4 separate regions of the Mus musculus genome follow, and regions 2, 3 and 4 are each linked to region 1. Evidence: chromatin contacts called from public HiChIP or PLAC-seq and promoter capture Hi-C data. All regions are on one chromosome and are shown on one strand. Each heading gives the region's core, a stretch centred on a gene start, on an enhancer-like site or on the middle of the called end of the contact. The rest is flanking DNA. Distances are from core to core; before and after follow the strand shown. Region 1 holds the start of Rrp12 (ribosomal RNA processing 12 homolog (S. cerevisiae)). Region 2 overlaps Slit1 (slit guidance ligand 1). Region 3 holds the start of Slit1 (slit guidance ligand 1). Region 4 overlaps Arhgap19 (Rho GTPase activating protein 19).

Evidence for each region. Promoter capture Hi-C pulls out the DNA fragments that hold promoters and counts their contacts. HiChIP or PLAC-seq counts read pairs in DNA pulled down with a chosen protein or histone mark.
Region 2: a FOXA1 HiChIP or PLAC-seq map of pancreatic cancer cells shows a contact between it and region 1. The contact joins the enhancer-like site here to the promoter of Rrp12 in region 1. A contact is called at or near these places in 1 of 39 promoter capture datasets (liver), 3 of 484 Hi-C or Micro-C datasets (B cells, the C2C12 cell line and bone marrow-derived macrophages) and 2 of 115 datasets of contacts at active chromatin or transcription factors (embryonic limb bud and pancreatic cancer cells).
Region 3: a contact with region 1 is called in an H3K4me3 HiChIP or PLAC-seq map of embryonic stem cells, with 10 read pairs. The contact joins the promoter of Slit1 here to the promoter of Rrp12 in region 1. A contact is called at or near these places in 2 of 39 promoter capture datasets (hippocampal neurons and pre-B cells) and 1 of 115 datasets of contacts at active chromatin or transcription factors (embryonic stem cells).
Region 4: a contact with region 1 is called in a promoter capture Hi-C map of macrophages, with 5 read pairs. The contact joins the enhancer-like site here to the promoter of Rrp12 in region 1. A contact is called at or near these places in 3 of 39 promoter capture datasets (hippocampal neurons, macrophages and pre-B cells), 1 of 484 Hi-C or Micro-C datasets (nephron progenitors) and 1 of 115 datasets of contacts at active chromatin or transcription factors (pancreatic cancer cells).

The regions. Positions count from the first base shown.
Region 1 is chr19:41,894,474-41,898,172 of GRCm38.p6, reverse strand. It overlaps Rrp12 (ribosomal RNA processing 12 homolog (S. cerevisiae)), which reads left to right and starts at 2,020. Exons shown (of 34, transcript NM_199447.2): 1 at 2,020-2,234; 2 at 2,796-3,025. The coding sequence starts at 2,096.
Region 2 is chr19:41,672,477-41,676,175 of GRCm38.p6, reverse strand. The region is part of intron 4 of Slit1 (slit guidance ligand 1); the gene reads left to right. Among named protein-coding and RNA genes, the nearest start is that of Gm34116, 17 kb to the left of the region's middle. Within about 2 kb of position 1,620, at least 40 of the 459 cell types and tissues checked have an H3K27ac peak or open chromatin away from gene starts, as enhancers often do. A contact at or near this core is called in the C2C12 cell line, bone marrow-derived macrophages and pancreatic cancer cells, where this site is marked.
Region 3 is chr19:41,741,808-41,745,506 of GRCm38.p6, reverse strand. It overlaps Slit1 (slit guidance ligand 1), which reads left to right and starts at 1,651. Exons shown (of 37, transcript NM_015748.3): 1 at 1,651-2,295. The coding sequence starts at 2,099.
Region 4 is chr19:41,763,288-41,766,986 of GRCm38.p6, reverse strand. Arhgap19 (Rho GTPase activating protein 19) reads left to right here. Exons shown (of 12, transcript NM_027667.3): 12 at 1-399. Among named protein-coding and RNA genes, the nearest start is that of Gm19424, 18 kb to the right of the region's middle. Within about 2 kb of position 2,071, at least 10 of the 459 cell types and tissues checked have an H3K27ac peak or open chromatin away from gene starts, as enhancers often do. A contact at or near this core is called in macrophages, where this site is marked.

The DNA of each region.
Region 1 (3,699 bases), core at 771-3,270:
TATGTAAACCCCTAAGATATTAGACTATAACTACATCTACTGTGCTTACTCTCAGCTGGTACCAGATTCCAATACTGGGGTCCTTTTGTTTTTTTAATTAATAGAATCATACAATACACATTTTTTTTTGTTTTTTTGTTTTTTTGAGACAGGGTTTCTCTGTATAGCCCTGGCTGTCCTGGAACTCACTCTGTAGACCAGGCTGGCCTTGAACTCAGAAATCCACCTGCCTCTGCATCCCCAGTGCTGGGATTAAAGGCGTGCGCCACCACTGCCTGGCTACATTCTTTTATGTCTGGAGTCTTCCATTTAATTTGAATCATACACGCACATAGCAGATCTCTGTGTATACTATGCAGAAGCTGCTGTTTAAAAATGATAAAATATTCCATTACATATCATTATATCACAGTGAATCTGACCTATTCTGTTGATGGGTGTTTGGTCACTTCTAGTTCTCAACTATCTCTTTTTTAGCAAGTAAGTAATCGTCTCTGTTGGGTGTATATATAGGAATGAATTGCTGGGTAGAGTGGACATATGTTTTATTAGATACTACTAGACCAAGCTAGATGTTAGGGCTCATGCCTGCAATCCCATCACTCACGAAGCAGAGGCAGAAGAATTGCTGTGAGTTTAAGGCCAACATAGGTCACACGAGACCTCAAAATACAAACAGGGAGCAGGGGCTGGAGAGATGAATTAACAACAGTGAAGAGTTCATGCTAGGGCTGGAGAGATGGCTCAGTGGTTAAGAGCAATGACTGCTCTTCCAGAGGTCCTGAGTTCAATTCCCAGCAACCACATGGTGGCTCACAACCATCTGTAATGGGATCGGATGCCTTCTTCTGGTGTGTCTGAAGACAGTGATAGTGTACTCACACACAGCTCTTGCAGAAGACCTGAGACAGGTTTCTCCTAGCACCCTCAGACAGCTCATAACTGCTCGTAATTCCAGCTCCAGGGGGTCTGATGCTTCCGGCCTCCACAGGCACCTGAATTCATACCATCACACGGGTGTACACATAACTTAAGAAATACATCTTTTAAAAATAGTACTAGTTTCCCAAAGTGCCCATATCAACCAACAGCAGCACATGGAGACATCAGGGCTGTGTTCTTGGCAACAGGGCACCACCACTGCTCCTTTCTGTCGTTATTCCGTTGTGGTTTCAATTTGCAAAGCAAGTCGTGGGCACTAGTTGTTGCTTTTATCTCTCGTGAGGCCAAGATGTTTTCATTTGTTATACATCCATAGTTTTTGATTATTGTTTTCTTTTTTAAACTTTATTAGGGTTTTTTGTTTGTTTGTTTCTGTTTTTTGAGACAGGTTCTCACTGTGTAGCCCTGAATGTCTTGGAGTTCACTATTTCAATATTTAGAGCAGTGTGGCCTTGAAATTACGGAGATCAACCAACGTCTGTTACCTAGGCGCTGGGATTACTGATGTATTTATTTTGTTATTTTTGTTTTTAGACAGGATTTTGCATCTCGCAGTGTGGAGACTAGGCTGGCTTTAAACTCACGACAGTCTTCCAGTTTGCCGGGATTACAAGCGTGCGGACACCACCGCTCCGCTTGAACAACCGATTTTTGTTTGTTTGTTTGTTTTTCGAGGCAGGGTTTCTCTGTATAGCCCTGGCTGCCCTGGAACTCACTTTGTAGACCAGGCTGGCCTCGTACTCGGAAATCCACCTGCCTCTGCTGGGATTAAAGGTGTGCGCCACCACGCCCGGCTGAACAACTGATTCTTTGAGAGTAATATAAATTTGTCTTTTAATTCCAAAGAAATTCCCGTTTTACAAGGTTTTCCTTCACGGCCACGAATCTTGGCGGTGCATCAGGAGCCCACACAGCATCCGAAACACCAGAACTCCTTCCCCAGCGTTAAGATCGCAAAGCAAATAGGAAGCCTCAGAACGGATGTTGATTGGTTTTGCCATGGTAACAGATTGGAGACAGGAAGTGACATCAGAGGAAGGGGCTGCGGAGCCGGCTGAGGACACACACGTGGGTTCTGCCGTGGCTTCTGCTGTCTTTTCGGCGTGTGTGGACGCTTGTTCTCTGGGCGAGTGCGAGCCACCGTTTGGTCAACATGGGTCGCTCGGGGAAATTGCCCTCTGGTGTCTCGGCCAAGTTGAAGCGCTGGAAGAAAGGCCACAGCAGCGACAGCAACCCCGCCACTTGCCGCCATCGCCAGGCCGCTCGGAGCCGCTTCTTCAGCCGCCCGTCAGGTAGCCGGGCCGTGGGACTCCTTGGGCGGCATCTTGTGGCATTCGGCCTGCCACTTTGTAATGTCAGTCCTGGCGCTCACTGTGAAGGCCCGCCCCTCGAGTTTGACAGATGCGGAAATTGTCCTCTGAAGGGAAATGACTTGTCTAGGATACCGCGGTCTCAGGGACACGGCCGTCACTACCCTTGGATGCCCCTTTAGATTTATGTATATGTTGAGGGAGTGTCAGGGAGCGAACCCAGGACTTTGTGCACGCTAACTAAACACTCAACTACTAACCCACATCTTCAGCCTTCGGGTGTCTCCGTACAGTATACGACCCTGGCTCTGGATGTCCCTGTGCCTTTAGTACAGGGAAGCAGAAACAGATCTGGGGTTCCTTTCTCTTGGCCTTGAAAATTGCAAGCGTACACAGGGCTGTGCAGGCAAGCCTGGTTTGGAATCCTGCCGCTGGGATTGGGGGGGTCTAAACCCTCTGGTTTGTTTCTTAGGGGTTCTGTTCCTTCAGCTAAAGGAAGTTTGGGTGGAAATGGGGCCATTACCTTGTTACTCTGGTTCTCAGGAAAGAGCGACCTGACTGTTGATGCTGTGAAGTTGCATAATGAGCTGCAGTCGGGGACCCTGAGCCTGGGCAAAAGCCAAGCCCCTGAGACGACCATGGACCAAGATCCAGAGGTGGCTTTCACCGAGAAGTCCTCGGGCACGTTTCTGAGTGGCTTGTCTGACTGTACAAATGTCACTTTCAGCAAAGTGCAGCGCTTCTGGGAATCCAACTCAGCTGCTCACAAGGAGGTAGGAGATTGGTTGCTGAGTTTGTAGGGCAGTAGGCAGGGCACATTCAAGATGACTTTCATACAGCTCTGGTGACAGCAACTGGTATTTCTGGATGATGTGTCATCTCTCTTACCCTTTGTGCCCCTCACATACACTCTTGGGCAGAGTCCCCTTAAAAATCGTGTGTGGTAATTAATGTTCATATATGTTTGAAATTTTTTTGTTTATTTTTTTGAGACAAAGTTTCCATTTGTAGACCAGACTGGCTTCAAAGCCATAGAGAGCAATCTGTCTTTGCCTCTCAAGTGCTGGGGTCAAAGGTTTGTGTCTTCATGCTCAACAAAGCATATTAATTTTGATTGTGCGTGTCACAGCATGGGCATGAAGGTCAGAAGACAACTTTAGGGAGACCTTTCTCTTCCCTTCCACCATGTGGGGCTCAGGGATCAAATTCAACTTGTCAGGTTTGGGAGCAAGTACTTTACTGGCTGAGCCAGACTGAGGGTAGAAATGTTGTCAACCTTTGTCTCCTCAGCTGTTCTTCAAACGGGAATCTTTACATGTATTTCCAGGGATGTTAGTGTTCAAGTTCATGGTGAATAACTGTGGTTTGGGATCTGTTTTGTTTAACGAAAAATGTTTTACTTAATTGACATTTCAAAGTTAATATGTTTATTTTTTTATTATTTAAA
Region 2 (3,699 bases), core at 371-2,870, 220 kb after region 1:
ACATCAACGGCGTCTGTCTCCCTGGGTGTCTGCTTTTGTGATGCTGGCTTTCTGCTTTCCTCACTCTCTTGGTCCTGCTCTTAGCAAAAGTCTCTAGACCAGAATCCGTCCGGCCAGCTTGCCGGATGCTGGTGAAGTGGTACTGGGCAGGGACGCTTGGGGACAAGCCTGCCCCCCCCCACACACACACACAGAGAGAGAGAGAGAGAGAGAGAGAGAGAGAGAGAGAGAGCAGAGCTTCCAAAAAGCCTGTGGGAATTGTGGTTCCTATGTCTTTGTCTGGTTCATCCAGAGCTCCTCATGCAAGATGCTCCCTCCGCAGATGCTCCACGTCCTGTGATTTATCTGCCTCTGATTGGTCAGTCAACTGAAAGAGTCTGACCCCTGTTCCATCTTGTCTCTTCTGCCTCCGCCAGGAAATTGTGTGGGAGTGAGCGAGCGAGCCAGCACTCAGCAGTGTGTTCTCTGTAGACTGGTGATTTACACGCCCGCTCTCCTCACGCCACAGCCTGTGAACAGCTGAGTCTGACCCAAAGCACTGGCTTTGCAGAGAGAGCCCTGGGGTCTGTTTCATTTTAATTCTGAGCCCCTTTATGAGTGACAGGCACTGTTTCTCCATGGGCAAGAGCTTGGACATGACCAGATGTCTAGATGAGATGCCTCCATGTTTTTGGCTAACAGTTGAGGCATCCCATGGCTCTGGGCTGTGGAGGCAGCGTTTGTGTAGAGATGGTCTCTAGATGGTCTGTGACAATGGTAGGACCTGAGAAGGCACCAGAGCAGCTACACGGGTGAAGCAAAGAGGATCAAGTGTGGGTCTGGGGAGAACTGAGCTGAAGTGGCCCCTGCTGGTGACAGCCAGCAGGTGATAGGGCTTTGAACCCATAACTGAAGGGTCCGGGAGACTTCAGCAGGTAGAGGCGTTTCACTGAGGGCTTTGAGTGAGAATACACATTCATATGTATGTGTGAATGTGTACATTTGCATATGTATGTCAGAGCATGTCTCTTTACATGTATATATGAGCACACATAATCAACTGTGTGTAAGTGACCGTGTGTATGAATGAGCCTTTGCGTTCAGATGGGTCTTTGAGTGAACACGTACACGCACATCTATGTGTGAATGAGTGCATTCACCTGTATACAAACATTTCCACTCACATCTGGGTAAGTATGTACATTGACACACATGTATCAGGGAGCGCATATATTTGAATGTGTGTATGAGTTATGCACATCCAAGCATGAATGTCAGTGACTGTATACAACTCATTGATCTGGATTGTCCTGCGTCCTTGGTCACCCTTTGGCTGTCTCCACAGTGCCCTAGAACTTTCCTGTGTACCGTGTCCCCTGGAATTCTTATACTGCAGGCCCAGGACCCCCGTTTCAGCTGTCCAGTAAATGCTGACATACTGGCCTGCTTTCTCTCCCTTTGAGTGACAGTGGTTGGGCAGAGGGGAGGAGCTTGCGCACAGGATGTTATCTGAGTCTCTTACAGTGTGTCCCCAGTCCTAATGTTCTCTTAACTAAATCCTGACTGGGCTACCTCTCACTGTGATCAGACAGGGGGAGAGCCACTAGCTGTGACTCAGCACCCCAGAAATGCAAACTCAGCCCATCCCAAGGCCGGTGCTTCCTGGTACTGAGACAATGACATCACTGTTCACTGTCAGCCCAGACATCAGTTCTGTTACTGTTAGAATCTGAGAATGGGAGTGTGGTGGCTCCCAAGTAGGAGCGGAACTCCCAACTTCCCATCTGTGATGTCTGCCTCTTTCTGGAGACGTGGCTAGTGGGGCATGGAAAGAATACTGCCTCGTGAGCTGGATGAGACGAGGAACGTCACTTGACCACTCTGGGTTCTGCGCATTTTCCAAAAGAGAAAGGTGAACCAGGCCATAGTTAAATTCCCTTCTGGGTCTTATTTCCTTGAATATGTTTTTCATTTCTGAGGTGCAATTAAGTATTCTGGGTAGCAAGAGAAATGAGGAGCCTTCCATCTAGGAAGGGAGATGGAAGCAACCTTTGGCTGCCCAGGAGGTGGCTTGGGCTCTAGAGAGAGCAACACCCTACGTGGTCCCAGAAGAGAAGCTGATTCTAACGGGCATTTCCCAGCCAGGCCCTCCCTGGAGCCCTGCCTCACCGCTGAGGACATGGTAGCCAGTGGGAGCATGTACAGACCCCTGGGGCACCCAGAGCTCCCTTCTCTCACTGTGTTCTGCTCCCATTGGTGGACACACTGTGTGCCTGGCACTACCGACTGCACCTACCCATTCACTTAAAACAAGCCTACTCCAGACCCTGTTCAGTCAGGCTTTCCTCTCTAGCAGGCTATAGAGCCTAAGATCTTCCAGGCCATGTGCACAGGATAGGGGTGGGGGTGGGAGTGGGGGTGGGGGGCTATCCGAGGCCTGGGAGGCAATGCATGGAGGTGAGGTGGTGACCAGAGCCTCCTTAGTAGGTCCACTATTTTAACAGCTAACATTCTCTAAAATTACCAGCACACAATAGTTGTGAAAAGCAGGTTAGCTTTTATTAGTGTTTGTGTCGCTTTATTGCTATTTGTTTTATTGTTGTTGTTGTTGTTATTCATGACCGAATGACCATATCATTTACTACTCTACAGACAACACACTTATCAGCTGTACCCAGGAGAACTGTCCCCTGCACCCCACTTCCTAGCTGGGGTTCCACTGACTCCCTGGTTGCTAGACCCCAGCCCAGTGACTTGTGAAGCACGTCTTTGAGTTGGAGGAGTCTCTGTGCCACTTCAGCCCAAGGGCTAGGAAGAGTCCCCTGATGCTGGAACACACTTCCCAGGTCAAATCACACAGCACAATGCCACTTACTGTCAATGTAGGGAGATGCCAAGATTCAAATATTGTGTCTTTTAGGGGGTTGGAAGTGAGAAAATTGGTTCTCCGGCCACACTCTAAATATACATTGTCACAGGGTTTTAAATACAGATAAGACATTTAATTATTAAATGGCTTTCAATGTGAGGTTCAAGCAGAGCTTTCTAATTAGCTGTCAGTCTGTCAGAGCCACGGCTGTGGCGCCTGCCTGGGGCTGGCTTCTCCTGATTTTCATGTATGAATTCTACTCCTCAGCCAGCAGGCACTGCAGAGTCCTGCTGTGTCTCCTGCTTCCCCTAGGCAAGAGTTGCCTGAGCGCCCCTCTCCTTAGGGAGTTAACCTTGCATAACCATGAGAGTTCCTCCCCTTCCTGTGCCTGTCACACATGTGTGCGTAAAGAAAAAGCAGGCTGGGCATGGACCACAGACAGGGATGGGAACAGAGAGACAGCAGCAGCCTAAAACAGATAAACAGACAGAAAGATGTATGTATGTATGTATGTATGTATGTATGTATGTATGGATGGATGGATGGATGTATGTATGTATGTATGGATGGATGGACAGACAGACATCCTGCTAGACATAGGACATCTCTAGTAACGTCTCCTGGCCTCCATTCCATAGATCAACGTTTCTGTTTTGCAAGTTAGCTTTTGTAAATTCTTAGGAGACAGTAGCCAGCTGAGTCCAACTGTTCTTGGCCATGCTGTCCTAATGGGCCCAGTAGGATGCAGGGACATGGTGGCACGGCAAGTTCCACCACTCCACAGGCCTTGGAACCCTTCCTGATGTCCCAAGCCCTCCCTCACGCTGCCCCTGTTCTCCCCTGCAGCTTCT
Region 3 (3,699 bases), core at 402-2,901, 150 kb after region 1:
AGCTCTTGATATCACACTGTAAGGACTGGCAGAGAAAGCTCCCTCCCCAAGTTACCAAATTTGTCTTCAAGAGATAGAGCTGGGATGTAGAGACTGTGCTCTGATCAGAAGTGTGGTCCAGGGCTTGTCTTGAATGGAGTCAGACATTCAAGTGTGCCATGCTGACCACAGGGCCTTATGCAGTATATGGTAAAGTAACTGGAAGAGTCTGATCCAGAGGGAAAACAACCAAGCATCCAATGGTTCCAGGTGAGTCCCACGCCTCTAATCGTGTGGTGACTTCAGTATCTCACCACTGTGACAAACTGCCGTCATTGCTGGGCTTAGGTTCTGCTCCCCCCTCCCCCCAAGAAGGGGGACCCTGCAGTAGCTCCACTAGGGGGGCTTTTGACTCTTGACCATCTGAGCTACTTCTGATGCCCAGTTGTTATCTGCACATAGGGCCCTGACTCCCGGAGCTCAGCTCAACACGAACTCCAAAGCTTGCGTGGAGTTTCCAACAGAGGAATGCTCGACAGAGCCATCTTTATCGGGGGGGGGGGGGGGGGGGGGGAAGTCCTTCTCTTTGAGTGCAAAGCTTTGGAAGGGATGCACATGGTGTGGAATAGGAGGAAGGGGACACCCACAGTGACACTCAGATCACCAGATCAACCCTGTTGATCAATGGGATGACAGATGTCTCAGCCAGATCTCCCTCACATCCGGAGCTCAGCTCTTTAGAGACCCAGAGAGCCACAGCTGTCCGTTTTGGGGGAGGTGCTTTCTTTTCTGGGGTTGGAGGGAATTCTGTCCCTCACTGGATTTCCTATTCACACCCACATCCCCAACTCTGTCAGAATAAGAAAATTCCTTGCCCATGGGGCTGTGAGGCCCGAGGTCCTATTCAGGTACCAGTTGACTGGGTGGTGTTTTTTTCTTCTAAACAGGTTCTGTGTTCTCTCCACTCTGGCCTTTTGAGAGGACCAAATATTCCTTTTCTTCTGTTTCCACCTGCCAGATGTGGAGAGGCTAGTTGCTGGATTTCCAAGGTGGCTTCCTATTGGTATACCAGTAGAGAGGCTTGTGTAGAAAACACCTCCCCTCCGGACTTACAAAGTCCTGTCAGGACTCCTGTCATCCCAGCTGGCTGGCTTCTGTTCCCGGAAGAGGTTGGGTTCTGCCTTTAGGGAGAGTATGTGTTGAGGGAGAAGACTAACCTGGCCTGAGGCTTTTATATTCTCTCAAGTCTCTTCCCTCAAGGTCCCAGGCTGGGCAAGGAAAGACAGCTTGGAGAGGCCATCTGGTACAAGAAGCCTCACCAACAGTTGACAAAGGAAGTTGGTGGGGCCCGGTGACCTCTTCAGCCATTGGGGAAGTCTGTGGTCCCAGGGAAGGGAAGGTGTAGGGAAAAAAAATCTTTTTGCTCCTCTGCCCTAGTAGCTGAGGGTACTGAAGTGACTGGTCTAAATGTACACATCATTGCAGTGTGTGTGTGTGTGTGTGTGTGTGTGTGTGTAGCTTACAGAGCAGGTCCAGTCTGTAAGCCCCCTTCCCCGGGCCCCCGCAGCCCTTGGCGCCTGGGAGGTTGCACCTTTGAAACTGTATGCCAGCGGCTGGACCTCTGTAGCAGCAGAGAAGTGGTGGGGAGGAGGCGGGCGGTGGTCCGTGCTTGGGGGGGAGGGCGGGAAGGAGTCTGGCCCTGGAAGTGTGCTTTTCGATTGATGGATGACTGCCGGGTGTGAGCGAGCGTGCGGGTGTGAGTGTGTATGTGTGTGTGTGTGTGTGCGCGCGCGCGCGAGGTGTGTGTGTGTGCGCGCGCGCGGGGCCTGCCCATTTTCCTCCTCACAGCAGTCAGTTGGGAGCTGGAGGGAGAGGGAGACGCCGGCAGCGAGCACTGGGAGAGGAGCTGAGCGCCCTCCGCTTAAGACGCCTTTCCTGGGTCTACGCACAGACGCTGTCGCTGGGAGCATCTAGGTACCACTCGATCCGCAAGGGCGCATCGCACGATTCCACCGGCTCTTCGGTCCTTCGGTGGGGATAGCACCTGGAGCTAGCCCCGGACGGGGATGGTCAGCGGCTGCGGCCGTCTGGCACGCGAACGGGACACGGCGAAGGCACCATGGCGCTAACGCCCCAGCGCGGGTCCTCTTCGGGGTTGAGCCGACCGGAGCTGTGGCTGCTGCTGTGGGCAGCCGCGTGGCGCCTGGGGGCCACGGCGTGCCCCGCCCTCTGCACCTGCACCGGCACTACGGTGGACTGCCACGGCACGGGTTTGCAGGCCATCCCCAAGAACATCCCACGGAACACCGAGCGCCTGTGAGTACGGATCCGCCCGTCCACTGGGAGTCCCTCCACCCCCTCGACCCCTGGTTGCTCTCCCACCCTGACGGATCAGAGGGACCGGAATCGGGTGGGGGGCGCTAGACCGTTGGGCTCCGTCGCCAGTAGAGGAGTCAGTGCCTTGGTAGGTTTTTAGGAAACCAGAAACCAGGAGCGCATTTGCAGGTGCCAGATTCAAAGGGCCCTGGAAGCATCCTCAGCCCTTCCTCACACCTGCCCCTTGCGATCTCTGCTCTCCGCTGTGACAGGTCCTTCCCACTGTACAGCACTTTATTCCTCTAGGGTACCTGGAGCCTTCCTGGCACCTAGGAGAACAGCTTCCCACAGACTCCAGGCACGGTGTCTCCTTTTGGACACATGGGGTTTGCTGGGTTCTGAGTGGGCAGGTGGATTTGGGCTCTGAGGGCTCGCTGCCACGGACCAGAAGTTTCTGAGCACCTATTCTACCCATTGTTTGGTCCCAGAGCCTGGATAAGTCTTCCCTTGAAGGTGTAAGCAACCTACCCTCTCCTTCAGTCTTCATCCTGAGCCCAGGCAGACAGACAATGGGACCCGAGGGCCTTTGGTTTGGGTTTTGGGGAATATGACATCGGAACCCTTACAGGGTGAGAGGAGTCCTGGACTGCGAGCTCAGGGATGATACTAGAGGCCAGGAGCTCGGACTGGGACATAAGGTTGGAGACATTGACAGTGACAAGTCATAAAAACCACCCTTCCTTCCCTCTTGTTCTCTTGTACTTCTGGATTTTGAGGTAACTCCACCCTTTCCAGACCTGCCTCATGAGCACGGTGGAGCGTGTGTGATACATTTTCTCTTTTCCTGCCAAATGTGGTCGGTGTGAAATTCCGGCACCTAAGGATACCACGGCAGTGTGAGTCCGGGGGGTCTGCGGGTCGTGCGAGTGGATTTTTAGTCACACACAGGGCCTTTGTACACTTTCAGAGGTGACTGTACCAGGGGATTTTTTTTTTTTTTTGATACTTTGGGGAAGGTTAGTGGCTTCTTTGAAACCATGCTCCTCTTTCTTTCCACACTCCTGGGTGACTACAGTGAGCGTCAGAAAAGGTATACATATTTTGATAACTCAGGAGCATACTTTCATGAGTCTCAGCTGGCCAGAGGCAAACCCCGGGGAGAGCTGTTGCCTACATCAAACTCTGAACTTCTGTACCGAGGCCAGCAATTAGTGAGTACATGCTTGCCCCAGACTCTTTCTTGGCTGGGTTTGAGACATTCCCGTGACAGTTTCAGAGAATTTGCAATCTGCATGCAATCTAGTTGGGAACTGGCGTGTGTGTGTGTGTGTGTGTGTGTGTGTGTGTGTGTGTGTGTGCACGCACCCATGTAGAAATTGGGGTGACCGAACTGAGTTTCCTTGA
Region 4 (3,699 bases), core at 822-3,321, 130 kb after region 1:
AGGCAGCCAGTGCTGAAAGCTGTGTGGAGGTAGGGCAGTGAGGAGATGGAGGATAAATAATAACCTGAGTGCTTTGTCACCATGGAAACTGGAGTTCCTGAGGCCACAGCCCATGCTGAAGAGCTTTTGAGCATGCCCCTGACATGCTTGGTCCAGAGGCTATAGAGAAGGAGTGCTCTCACCCAAGGCCTTTCAGCAAGGCGTGCCTGTGCACGCTCTGTGTGCTCGCTCGCTCATTTGCTTGCTCACTCGACCCCCAAAAGGTTTCTTAGGAGAAGGTTGTACCTATTTGTTATTTTTTATTATTTTGCATATATATATGTAATTGTAAAGAAACAATCATATATATTGTCTTTTATATTCATGTAATATTCTGAATTAAATTTTTTCTGTTTCATATCTGTGGGTTCTGACTGGTCTCTTGGCTCACGTTGCTTTGAAGAGAGGTAGCTTCCTGTCCTAAGGAACTTGATACTCTACAAAGGGCTCGTCCTGGGTTTTCTAATGGAGGGAGGGGATGTGGGTGGGTTCAGGATGAGTGAGGCTTTGGCTGATGGAAATTTACTTAGATGAGGTAGCACACATCTCTAATCCTAGTACGTGGGAGGCAGAATACTAGGGACGAGTTGAGGCCAGCCTAGACATAAACAAGATTCTTTCAAAACAAAACAAGGCCGAGGCTGGGCATGGTAGCATAACATCTTTAATCTTAGCACTTGGGAAGCAGAGGCAGTGGATCTATGTGAGTTCAAGGCCAGCCTGCTCTATACATATGGAGTTCCAGGGAGGCTAGGGCTGTTTAGAGAGATCTTGTCTCAAAAACCAAAACAACCACAACTAAAACAACAGCTTTGAGCCCCAGGGTAGGTGGCCCCACTCCTTGAGGAGTGCAGGTTGTCTAAGTTGCTGACTTGCTCTGAGTTATTCCATATTGAGTGGAAGTAGCTCTTGGGCTATGTGCCCCCAACAGGCTCTGTTTTACAAAGGACACCCAACTCCCTTTTAGGTTGTTTTTATGCTTTGTGGCTTGATATTAAGGAACAATGAATTCAGTCAAACCAAATCTGTGGGCAGAAGAGAAAGAAAGGAAGCCATCATAGGCCAGAGGAGTGTGCTGAAAGAGCTAGTGAGTGACGAGTCCAGGGCCAGTGTGCTGAAAGAGCTAGTGCAGAGGAACTTGGAAGACTTCAGGTATCCACATGGGCACAGCTGGGGCACTCTGGACACATCTGTCCTCGAGACAGTTGACGTTATCACATTTTATGATCAGAATCTATGGCAGTGGCTCAGAGGGGGCAGAAATAGCCTGAGATAAAAGTGTAATATGAAATAGGTGTGCATTGTTTATTGACAAGAATACATTCTAAGAGCTGGGTGGTGGGGAGGCAGAGGCTGACTAATCTTTGTGAGTTCGAGGCCAGTCTGGTGTACAGAGGTAGTTCCAGGACAGCCAAGGCTACACAGAGAAACCCCGTATCAGAAAAAAACAAAACAAAACAAACAAACAAACAAACAAAACAAGGCCAAACAAACTAAAACCAAAATAAGAATTCATTCTGAGCAGTGCACCATTATACAGTTTTGCTGTTGTGTGCCATCATAGAGTGTACTGACATATGTGGCCCCAGGAGACACAGGAAATCGAGTATGAGGATGCTCCTGGCATGGTGGGCCATGCTGCTTTACAGAAAGGTTTTTGTTTTGTTTTAATAGTAGAGTCCTCGTCCCTAAAATAATGATAAGAAAGGCTGGAGAGATGGCTCAGCGGTTAAGAGCGTCGGCTGCTCTTCTGAAGGTCATGAGTTCAAATAGCAACCACATGGTGGCTCACAACCACATGTAATGAAATCTGATGCCCTCTTCTGGGGTGTCTGAAGACAGCTATAGTGTACTTACATATAATAAATAAATCTTTTAAAAAAATAATGATAAAAAGTATGGCGTGCTGAGCAGTCCCTCATAATGAATGTGTGTACTGTTCATAGTTGTTGTGGGTTACCCTTTCATAAGGCTTGTGGCAAAGTAGATTGTTTTCCTCCAGAATCATCAGTGATTTCATAACATACCACTGGGTGGCTAACAGTTATGACTTCCCTAGTCCGTGGCAGTTTCAGCTCTGGGACACTCTGGGACCACTGTAGTATGCAGTCTCTTGTCTGAAACATCCATGGAACATAACTGCATATATTACAAACATGATATCTAATGTTAAAAAAGGAGTCACAAATGTAATCACCGTAAATGTAAGTATCAGAGGAGCAGATGGAAGTGGGGGTGGGTGGGGGAGAGGGCCGGTGGGCAAGCATGCTTACTGAGCAAGCATCAGACACTGAGTTCAGGTCCCCTGCTCCCATGTCAAAGCCACTGTGGACTTGGGGACCTGTAATCACAGTGCTGAGGCAGGATGGGCCAACAGGTGGATCTTGCTGGTGTGTTCCAGGCTTCGGGAGAGCCCTGTCTCAAGGGGGGGGGAGAGTGGATCTTGTTCGAGCAGGGTGCCGGTGTCCAGCCTCTGTGTACACAGTAAGCTAGAGAGATCCTGATGGGCTTTCAGAGTGCTTCCAGTCTATGGATGCTCTGTGTGTGTCATGTGACCTGACTCATGGAAGGAAGAGGTTAGAGGTCTCGTTCAGCTGCCTCCCTCCCTCCCTTCCTCCTTCCCTCCTTCCCTTCCTCGCTTATGGCCCCCATACTTCCTCCACCTCCCATTGTCAAAAGTCAGCAGAAAAAAGTGTGGGATATTTTAACTTTTTTTCCACACCGAGTCTTCAAGATATAGCATACATCTTCACAGACATTATATCTCAAGTCAGAAAGCCCATATTTAATTTCTAGTGTTTACTCAACGGACTAACTACATGTAGCCTTCAGGCATAAAGTGGTCCAGTGTGTCTGTAATCACCATTTTGGCCACTAGGTGGCGGAAGCGACCTTTCACTCAACGCATTAGACAGTAAGCTGTAGAAAGGGTGGAGGAAGCCCTGAAATCGTCCTGTCTTTGGCTTATTTTAGACAGAAGTGAACCGAGTTGGATATATCCCACACAATTAAAAATTCTGCCTAGACCAGATGAGTTGTCATACCAGGTGGAAGGAGGGGACTCAGTCCTAAAAATTGTCCTCTCTCTCTCTCTCTCTCTTTCTCTCTCTCTCTCTCTCTCTCTCTCTCACACACACACACACACACACACACACACACACAGATAAACACTCCTTAGTCTAGAATAACACACCTGTTTCCTCCTGTCCTACAGGCTAATGCCCATGTAGAGGACACTCTGTTAAAAGGCAACAAGTTGGGCTGGTGAGATGGCTCAGTGAGTAAGAGCACTGACTGCTCTTACGAAGGTCCTGAGTTCAATTCCCAGCAACCACATGGTGACTCACAACCATCTGTGATAGGATCTGATGTGTCTGAAGTCAGCTGCAGTGTACTTATGTATGATAAATACATCTTTAACAACAAGTTAATGTGCACATTTAAAGCTTAGGCACTAAGATGTAATAGTAGCGAACAGAAGGGGAGTGGTTTTAGAGGAGCAAAGGGACCAACTGAGGTCACTGATGGGGGGGTGGGGAGTGAGGGAGGGGGTGAGGGCGGGCGAGCATAAACAGTATAAAGATATGTATGTGTGTAAATGTCACAATGAAACCTGATATCTTGTATGTAGTAACTACCAGTTTTCAAATTACATTTCTT